2 separate regions of the Capra hircus genome follow, and region 2 is linked to region 1. A link is a contact called in public Hi-C data. All regions are on one chromosome and are shown on one strand. Each heading gives the region's core, a stretch centred on a gene start, on an enhancer-like site or on the middle of the called end of the contact. The rest is flanking DNA. Distances are from core to core; before and after follow the strand shown. Region 1 has its middle 19 kb from the start of RASSF6. Region 2 holds the start of LOC102182683 (growth-regulated alpha protein-like).

Evidence for each region. A called contact is a pair of places that touch in the nucleus more often than the background predicts.
Region 2: a Hi-C map of blood shows a contact between it and region 1, with 3 times the contacts expected there. The contact joins the promoter of LOC102182683 here to the enhancer-like site in region 1. A contact is called at or near these places in 2 of 5 Hi-C or Micro-C datasets (blood and liver).

What each region holds. Positions count from the first base shown.
Region 1 is chr6:89,226,941-89,231,878 of ARS1.2, reverse strand. No RefSeq gene overlaps it. Among named protein-coding and RNA genes, the nearest start is that of RASSF6, 19 kb to the right of the region's middle. Within about 2 kb of position 2,353, at least 2 of the 5 cell types and tissues checked have an H3K27ac peak or open chromatin away from gene starts, as enhancers often do.
Region 2 is chr6:89,599,452-89,604,389 of ARS1.2, reverse strand. It overlaps LOC102182683 (growth-regulated alpha protein-like), which reads right to left and starts at 2,642. Exons shown (of 4, transcript XM_018049579.1): 1 at 2,349-2,642; 2 at 2,142-2,265; 3 at 1,945-2,028; 4 at 390-1,113. The coding sequence starts at 2,436. The coding sequence ends at 1,098.

The sequences.
Region 1 (4,938 bases), core at 1,104-3,603:
TGCTTATATATTAAAGGATGCAGATTTTTTTCCTATTTATATTATATTCCATTATATATTTTATTTTTATATTCCTGTTATGTTAATCCTTTATATGTTTCTGACCCTCCTGCATTTGCCATTCCAGTCTCCTATCTTTAGACTGAAGAAGAGGCTGATTACTATTTTTTCTGTATGTGTCACAAATGAAAAAAAAAAAAAAACGAAAAAAGTAATCGCATGGACAGCACGATTAGTTACCTTAGCTGAGGTGGCAGCTTAGGCAAGTCTCTTAATCTGAGGCCTCTGTGGTATAATAAAGCTGGCTGCTGTATATCAGCTCCTTTCCATTCTTAGATTGACAGTTTTTCCATTAAATGAAAAGTGCATTTGTAGCAGTCACAAAAATGTCTCAGTGGCTGCCACTAGAGGGCGCCACAACCCAAGACTTGAGATGAGGTTGCCTCCAAGGCCCCTGTCCTGCAGCTGCAGTGAGATACTGCTTTGTATGACAACGCATCACTTTTTGCTGTAAAGTGCTGCATTGAATTGCATCAGACTATGTCATGTGAATTAGATTTATATGGTATTTAATTCTACTGCCTTAGAGAAAGTCTTCTCTATTTGCTATTACATTTTAAAACTGATACCTATCATTCATGCCCATGATTGTCAGGTTCTTACAAAAACAGTGGCTGAAACTGAAAGGCAAAGAGCATCACTCATCTCAGGAAATCTTTATCAGACTCATTTAGAAAGAGGAGGCATGTTCTAGTTGAAAGGGCATGGGTACTGAAATCTATTTTGTGAACCACTGCCTCTTCAGAGCCTTCAAAACATTGCTTGCAGACAGTAGAAGCTCAAGAATATATTTCAGTGAATTAGACATGGTTCTGTTCCATGTATGGTTTTATCATGGTGAACTTGGGCAAAATATTTAATCCAATATTTCTCAGAGTGGGTCCCCTGACTACCCATAGTTGAACCTGTTAGAAAACAGAAACAGGCTCACAGACCCAGAAAACAAACCTACAGTTGCCAAAAGGGAAAGTGGGGGAGGGGTAAATTATGAGTCTGAGATGAACAGATACGTACAACATATATATTCGTATGTATATGTATATATAAGTCACTTTGCTGTACACTTGAAACTAGGACAACATTGTAAATCAACTATACTGCAATAAAAAAAATATAAATAAGTTTTAAAAATAAGTTATATGTTCTATGCAGGAAATTAAGCAAGCAAGAGGGATGGGCAGTGCCAGCATGGGGGTGGGAGTGCAATTTTAGGTGAGGAATCTCTGTGGAGGTAACAATTCAGCAAAAACTCAAGATAAGCCATATGCACGTCTCCTCTGGGGGGAATGTGTGTCGGGATAAAGGAAACAGCAATTGCAAACACCTTGAGTGATCATCAGGAGGCCTGCATGGCTAGAAAAAAGAGTGTTGATTTTCCCTAGTATGTCAATTTGCTCTAGTGATAAAGAACCCACCTGTCAATCAGGAGACATAAGATACTCGGGTTGGATCTATGGATCGGGCTATCTCTCAGAGAAGGAAGTAGCAATCTACTCCAGTGTTATTGCCTGGAGAATTCCATGGACAGAGGAGTCTGGTGGGCTACAGTTCACAGAGTCATAGTGAACATGACTGAGCATGTGCAGAAACAATACATTTGTCAAAACTTGCCCAATGGAACATGTAAGATTTGCACATTTCATTGCACCTAAAAAAGGGAATAGCATTTGGTTTATACACAAATAATGAACTCTAGTTAATCATGTTAATAATATGCACACAGAGGTATTTAGGGGTGAACAAGCTGATTTCTATAATTTATTTTAAATGGATCAAAACATAACATGATAAAGAATGAATAGATGGATGGGTGGATAAATAAATATACAATTTAAAAAAGCAAGTATAATAAAGGGTTAACTGCTAAATCCATAGAGTGAGTCCATAATTATTCACTGTAAAAGTCTCTCTACTTTTCTGTATATTTGAAATTTTTCATAACAAACTGATCGGTTCAGGTTTTCCTACCCCAGCACTGGTTCCGACGGAGATTTTGCTCATGGATTTCTGTTCCAGTAAGTCTTGATTCTCTGTCTCTTCAACTTGGTGGAAGTGGTTTGATGGTGACCTCATTTCTCTTACAGACCTAAGAAGAGTCGCTGCATTTTTCAGTCTGATCAGCATTTTACTTGTTAGAACAGAGTGGTGATTTCCAAGCTCCTTAATCCTAGACAGAAACCAGAAATCTCTACTTTATCCCTTAGATTTGTGACTGAGGCCATGAAGGGGAGGCGTGGTGGCGGCAGCTGAAGGGCCAGCTTCACAGCGGGGACTTTTGGAGGCCTTGGGCATGAACGGGACAGCTGGGGCTGGCGTCAGTGTGGCCGAGAGCAGAAACTGCTGACACAGGCACCATTTGGAGCCTCTGCAGTGACGAGGTTGGAAACCTCAGGATGAAACCCTCAGGCCTCAGCCTCTTCCAAAGAAACCCAGCAGCAGAGGAACAAGGGTGACCTTGGCTGGCTGCAGATGGAGGTCATGGAGAAGAAAATGGAGGACTCGGCCGCGATCCCTAGAGAAATCTAGAAGCCCTAAGATGGGATTTTGCCAGGACTGGGTTCTGGTGCCGTGTCGGCAGAGAACAAATCGTAGTGAACCGTGGGGTTATATTTACCCCAGACTGACCCACAGCTCACCCTCATGATGGTCCATATCTCCCTTGACTGAAGTTTCTGGGTTAAGACAAATGATTAGAGCAAAGAGAGTCGGGAACAGCAGATGTCAGTAGCAGAAAAGAAAATGTGTTGAAATCTGCCGTGCTAGCAAGCCTCACATAGGTCAGGTAGTAACATGCTGCTGCTGCTGCTGCTGCTAAGTTGCTTCAGTAGTGTCTGACTCTGACCCCATAGATGGCAGCCCACCAGGCTCCTCTGTCCCTGGGATTCTCCAGGCAAGAACACTGGAGTGGGTTGCCATTTCCTAATGCATGCATGCATGCTAAGGCTCTTCAGCTGTGTCCAACTCTGTGCGACTCCATGGACAGTACCCTGCCAGGTTCCTCTGTCCATGGGATTCTCTAGGCAAGAATACTGGAGTGGGTTGCCATTTCCTTCTCCGAGTAACATATGTAGAAAGCAAAATTGGTAATGTGTGTCCTGGAAGGACAGCCTGAATATCACTGAGCATGGGTGTCTGCAGACTCAAGTTCTCCAGCTTTATAAAGAATGGCAAAGAAACCAGACTCAAAGTGAGAGGTTGGCAGGAACAAGGGCACTCTCTTGCCATAAAATTGCAACAGAAATGTGAGTCTCTGAGGTTCAGGTTCCAGGAAGATGTACCAATAGGAGCCTAAACATATGAATGCCAGCCCACTGCTTCTGATGACAACTGATATGGATTTAGAGTGGGGCGGACGGGTTAGTTAATCCCTGCTTGTTCACTGGAGGCCTAGAAATACATGAGTCTCAGCCTATGACAGCTCAGCCTTCTACAAGCAAAGGTGACCACAGGACCTTGGTCTGGATGCAGGAAGCTAAACTGTACACAGAATGAGGCGATGGGTTCTCTGCTCCCACCCCTGCTGTCTCTCTCTACCTTTTCCCCAGGCTTTAGTTTTGCTGGGCTGAGCATCATGGGATGGGGAAGTAAGACTGACGTGGACTGCTTGGACACACATGAAATTTAAAGAAGGAAGAGCTGCCCCCTAAATAACCCTCCCTCACTTATCTTTCCCTCATGACTCTTAAGAAACAATACTAGTCCCTAGAAGGATATTGCAGAAATGAAGGCATTCTTCCCTTTGTCTGTTGACCTTAATAGCTACAGTATTTGAAAACTCATTAAAATCAAAGCCTTTTTAACTGTATGGTGCTGGTGGTGGTTTAGTCGCTAAGTCCTGTCCAACTCTTTTGTGAGCCCATGGACTGTAGCTCACCAGGCTACTCTGTCCGTGGGATTTCTCCGGCAAGAATACTGGAGTGGGTTGCCATTTTCTCCTCCAGGAGATCTTCCTGACCTGGGGATTACATCCTTGTCTCCTAGATTGGCAGGTGGATTCTTTACCACTGAGCCACCAAAGAAGCCTGTCTATAAGTATGCATGTGTCTATATTCGTGTCTTTGTTTGCTCTCCTGGTGGCTCAGATGGTAAAGAATCTGCCTACAATGAGGGAGAGCTGGATTTGACCCCTGGGTCAGGAAGATCCCATGAGGAAGGACATGGCAATCCACTCCAGTATTCTTGCCTGGAAAATCCCACGGACAGAGGAGCCTGGTGGGTCTCAAAGAGTCAGATATGACTGAGTAACTAACAATTTCATTTTGTGTCTATGTTGGAATGGGGAGGAGCAAAATTGGCAACTTCTTCAGGCATTAAAATAATAGTTAAAACTTACGCATATGCACACTCTGTGCTAGGAACTGTTCTAAAGGCTTTGCACATTCACTCTGCTTACTCATTCAGTCCTCGCAATAAGCCTTTGAGGTAGATATAACTATTTCCATCATTATCACCATCCCCCAGATAAGGAAACCAGGGCACAGAGAAGTCAACTGTGGAGACAGGATTTGGATCCTATTAGTGCTACAGGCCCTGGGGTACAGGGGCTGTCATCCTGGGGTCCTTTTAAAAGGCACTGGTTGGGTGAGTCTACCTAATTCTACAATTTGGTTCCACTGATCCTGCTAATGAGATTGTTCTGTGGTGGGGTGTCCTTGCTCAGAATGTGCTTGCAGGAACACGTTGGAAGACTGGAACATTTGCCTGTGGCATAGAATGGGACAGATTAAGGGAATGGAATGCCACATTTCCAGACATGTTTGGGAAAAATATTTAGAACATGAAGCTTCTTTGACCTCTTCCCTTCTTCCTTTCAACTTTGCCTTTCTGATATTCCTCTTCTCACTGATAGGCATCTTATGCAGCCCAAGACCACAAGAA
Region 2 (4,938 bases), core at 1,393-3,892, 370 kb before region 1:
CAACAAAGAGACACATTTGGTGGGAGGCAAATTTTGGTGCCCTAGGGAAAGAGATTTGAAGAGGCCATGTTGATGGCTTTAAGATACAGGAAGATGATCATAAGCTACAAAACACAGATGACCTCTGGAAGCTAAAAAGACCAAGGGGATGGATTTTCCCCTAGTGCCTCCAGAATGAGGCAGCAATGCAGACATCTTGGCCTTAGTCCAGTGGAACTAATTTTGGTCTTCTGACTTCCGGAATTGTAAAAGAATAAGAATATTCTTTTAAACTACTGAATTTGTAATAATTTGTTATAACAGCAATAGAAAACCCAAGTGCTGGGTATTCAAGAGGGAGGATAAAAGAGGTCAAGAAATAAAAGAGAAACTTAAGTAAGAAATTTGTGTAAAAAGCTTTATTTTCATGTTATTTATAAAAATACATCAATAAATACTTAAACTTCTCTATTCCAAGACATAGAGAAACATTTAGATAACTCACACTAAACAAGGCATTATGCCTTACAAGGAAGACATAAAATGTCCAAGGGATATTTAGATCATTGTCATTTGTAAAGGTTCAACATCAGAAATGTTGACTACAGACTGTGAAATGTTTCAATAAATAACAACTGACAATTTCTCTACAAAAAGTAAACGTATACACACATTCCCTACATTAACAGTGATCGTGATCTATCTGTTTGCTTGAACCCTCCACTACTGTCTCTAGCCTTTACTATATTGGATAGTACAGTGTGGAATACCCTCTCCCCAAAAATAGTTTAATAAGTGAAGAACACTTAAAACACATCATCTTCAAATTAAACAGTCAGGATTGAACTAACTTTGAGTTAACATAAAAATAAACTTTGAAACTAACAGTACCGAGAACTGCCAAACACATTCACACCTTTAAATATTACAATATCAATACACAGGCTTTGAAAAATAAATAAATAAATACAGATGTAAATAAATAGAACTCTCATAAGAAACAGCCAAATACATTAAACACAGTCCAGATGGCCCTGGGAGCCATTTGTTTCTCTTCTTTTACTTCAATTCCACTGAGGCTGCTGCAATAGTCAAGAAGCTCCTTCCATCTCTCTTGATCAGTTGGCGCTAGCCCTGCAATGAGAAAATGGTTACTGTTAGTAGGACTCCAAAAACTGACCTCACAGCCCTGCACTATGTGGTTGCTACCTAGACCAATGCTGCACTGTATGACAGAAAATGCCAGGCTCCTAAATGCTATTTAATTAGGAACATGGAGTCTGTGCTAGCAATCTTACTATTTTCAAAAAGCGAGAACATAATGCCACCTTGAGCTAAAAATGTACATGCATGACATCACTTAAGCCACATGGCAAACTCCATTAAATACCTATTACTATTATTCCCCATGTTATTGAGACTTAAAGAGATTAAGTACTTTCCCTGGGGTTACAGGAATAATAAAGGGTGGAATCTAGGCTTGCACTGTGTTGGCAGAGGCCAGGGGGAGGGACATTCCCCTGAAAAGTCCCTGGCTTCACCACCAAGCCTGAGTTCCATATGACCCAAACCCAAGAGTTTTACCTCTCAGGTCTGAAGCTCATGAAAAACTCGAGGTAAAGGGTATTTGTTCCTTAACAGATAGGAAGCATTTTAGCATCATTGGCTAACTCTGCTTCACCTTTTGGGCTCCTCGGTGGCTCAGATGGTAAAGAATCTGCCTACAATACAGGAGACAGGGATTCAATCCCTGGGGCTTCATCTTCCACACTCCAAGAGCAAGCAGGCCAGGAGGCAGTGGAAGTGTCCTTCTGACACCAGAGCAGATTAATGACCCTAATGGCAAATTTAACTTTGAAATAATGATTTTTTTTCATTCTTTCAGCTAAATCCTAGGCTTCTCTGACATAACTTTCAGCAGGCAGAATGACTCTAGTCAGACGATGAATAAAAACCACAACTCACTGGTTTAGCATCTTATCGATGATTTTCTTAACCATGGGGGCGGCGGGGTTGAGACACACTTCCTGACCAGTCTTGAGAGTGGCTCTGCAGAGAGGAGGAAGAATCTACGTGAGGCGGGGGGTCCATTTGAGGGATGGGGTGGGGGCATCGGCACGGTGGGTGGTGATGACGAGGACAGCAACAGAGGTGACACTTACATGACTTCGGCTTGGCCGCAGTGGGGGCCCGGGGGCGTCACCTTCACGCTCTGCATGTTCTTGAGGTGAATCCCCTGCACGGTCTGCAGGCACTGGCAGCGCAGTTCGTTGACCACGGGCGCCCCTGCGGGAAGGACAGAGTGGGTTAGGGGCTGTCCTCACGGGCACCCGCCCGTCCCCGTCCCGCCCTGGGGATCCGGGTCTCACCTGCTGCGCGCCGGCCGGCGGCCACCAGGAGCAGGAGCAGCATCGCGGCGCCGAGGAGCCGGGCGGCGGCGTTCGCGGCTCGGGCCATGGGTCTCAGCTCGGGCGGTCTGTGTCTGCGGCGGGAAGGCTGGCGGGAGCGCTGGCTGAGCGGGCTCTGTGGCTCCCCGAGCCGGGTGAACCCCTTTTATCCTGATCAGAAGGGAGTTGCCAGCCCGGGGGCCAGGGAAATTCCCTGTCCGGAAGGAAGGGGGCCCCGCCCGCCTCACGCGGAATCTGCGCACTCGGAGTGTCATCCACGTACCCAAATCCCCACCGGAGGGTGAGTCGCCTTGCAAGAAGTGTTGTCACATCTTAGAGGAGACAGGCATAGTGACAAACGTTAGTTATTAAGATTGAGGGAATTAAGGCCAGGGAGGAGGGACGGAGAGAGAACTGATTTTCCACGTGTTACTTACACTTCAGTGTCTTGGGACTTGATGATTTTATCCACGTCTGCATAAATACACTCTTAAAGCACAGGTCATCTCAAATTATGCGTGAGAATGTTCTCTTACTTCCCGGTATTTTACGAGCACAAATAAATCACACCTCATGTCATATTATCCCCGCAGTAGTGAGGGGATGACCAGTATCAAAAGTTTAATTTTGTGTTTACATTGCAACTAAAGTGTCGCAATCCTACAAAGCTTCCTTCCCCGGTGAAATTCTGGAACTTCCAGACCTCGAGTAGATTCATGAATACCAGCGCTTTTTTTTGGCGTAGAGTGTGTTGATTTGATTAATCTGTGAACTAAGGGACACGTGGTCATTTGGACCTATTCCAGGGAGAGAAAGGTGTGTCCCGGTTCAGTTTCTAGTTTTGTTCAAGAACAAAATAAGTCACAGGAATTGGAGTTGGGGGGGCGAGGAATGCCTAGTGCCAGTAGTGAGGGTAGCACCCTTCACTCTTCTAACCAAAAAAACAGGTGTTCCTGTGAAATATCTAAGAGCTAAAATCATGAATGTCATACCATTTACTTGTCTGATGGTCACAAATCTCATTTTATCTTCATCTTATATGGACTATTCTGCTTCCAGTGATTTGATTTCCTTCCAGAGAAATAATTGTTGTCATATTTTATTTGTACTGATTTCTAAAAAGACACTTCAAGCAGTTGATTGAAGACATCATAATTGTGTAGTTTATTTTTCACCCTTAGTTTTAATGTCCTTTGTTGGATTATGCTCAGGTAGGTTTCAGATGTTTAGGAGTGATTCTGGATGCAGATCTGTTAAAAGTGAGGGGATACCCAGTGGTAAGCAAGAGAGGGGAGGGGAGGGGAGGTTGGAAGGGTGGGTAAAGACACAGAGCAGGTCTCTGATCGAGGCTGCAAAGCAGGAATTTCAGCTCTCAGAAATATTGATCCATGGCATTTAATTGTCCGTGCCTTAAGTTTCTCATCTGTAAAATAGAGATGAACTGTAATATCTACTTTAACCAGCGTTACCGTGAATAAATGTATTAGCATTTGAAAACACCTGTACATATTAAATGCTATAAATAATTTTTTAAAAACTAAAATGGAAATTGCTTTTTCCATATTACTAAGCTGAAATTAATCAGGATAAAATCTTTGCACAAAGAGAAAAGAATTATTGAAAAAAAAAACAAAATAAAAATAAAAACTCTTCCAACATCAAATGTTTGCATATTTTTTAAGAGAAAACAGAGTACATTTTTTGTTATCTGGTTTGTTGAGTAATCTTATAATTCTAGTTTTAGTCATTTCAACTACAAAATGTGAAAAGTGAAGATCTCTCATTTTGATTATTAGAAAAGATTAAGAATAACTAGACTATAATAAAGATTTGTCTTTACATTTTTTTGTCAGTATAGTCCTGAGATAAAGAACAGGAAATTTAATTTTTTTAAAAAAGAGTAGGGAATGAAAGATGACCTAAAGCTTACTAAATATGAGTCACTTAGCAATAATTAAGAATTTGCCTAGATACTGTTGTTACTTTTATTTTTCTGGGATTCTTAGTTGGAAATATACTTGACACTTGACTCAGTGAACATGAGTTTGTGCAAACTCTGAGAGATAGTGAAGGACAGGGAAGGGTGTCATGCTGCAGTCCATGGGGTTGCAAAGAGTCAGACATGACAGCAACCGAACAACAATACTTAACACTTGGACAACATGGGCTCAAACTGCATAGGTCCACTTATACACAGACTTGTTTCAATAAACATATTGGAAAAAATTTTGGAGATTTGTGGCAATTTGAAAAAAAAAACTTGCAGACTAACCATGTAGCCTAGAAATGTCAAAAAAACCTAGGAAAAAGTTGCTGTGTCATGAATGGATAGAATCCATGTAAATACTAGTCTGTTCTTACATAGATATAAGGTGAGTGATATTTAATATAGAATTAATGTGGTAGCTTTCTTCCTGTTTTATGTATGCCTCTCTGTTTCACAATTGGAGAAGCTATCATCACAGGTAAATTTTTTAAAAAATGTAACCATGTTTCTAATACTGTGTTATGAATATGACTGTAATACTGTTGGCCATAAGGTTTTTATAGTGGTTCATTCATTAGAATATAG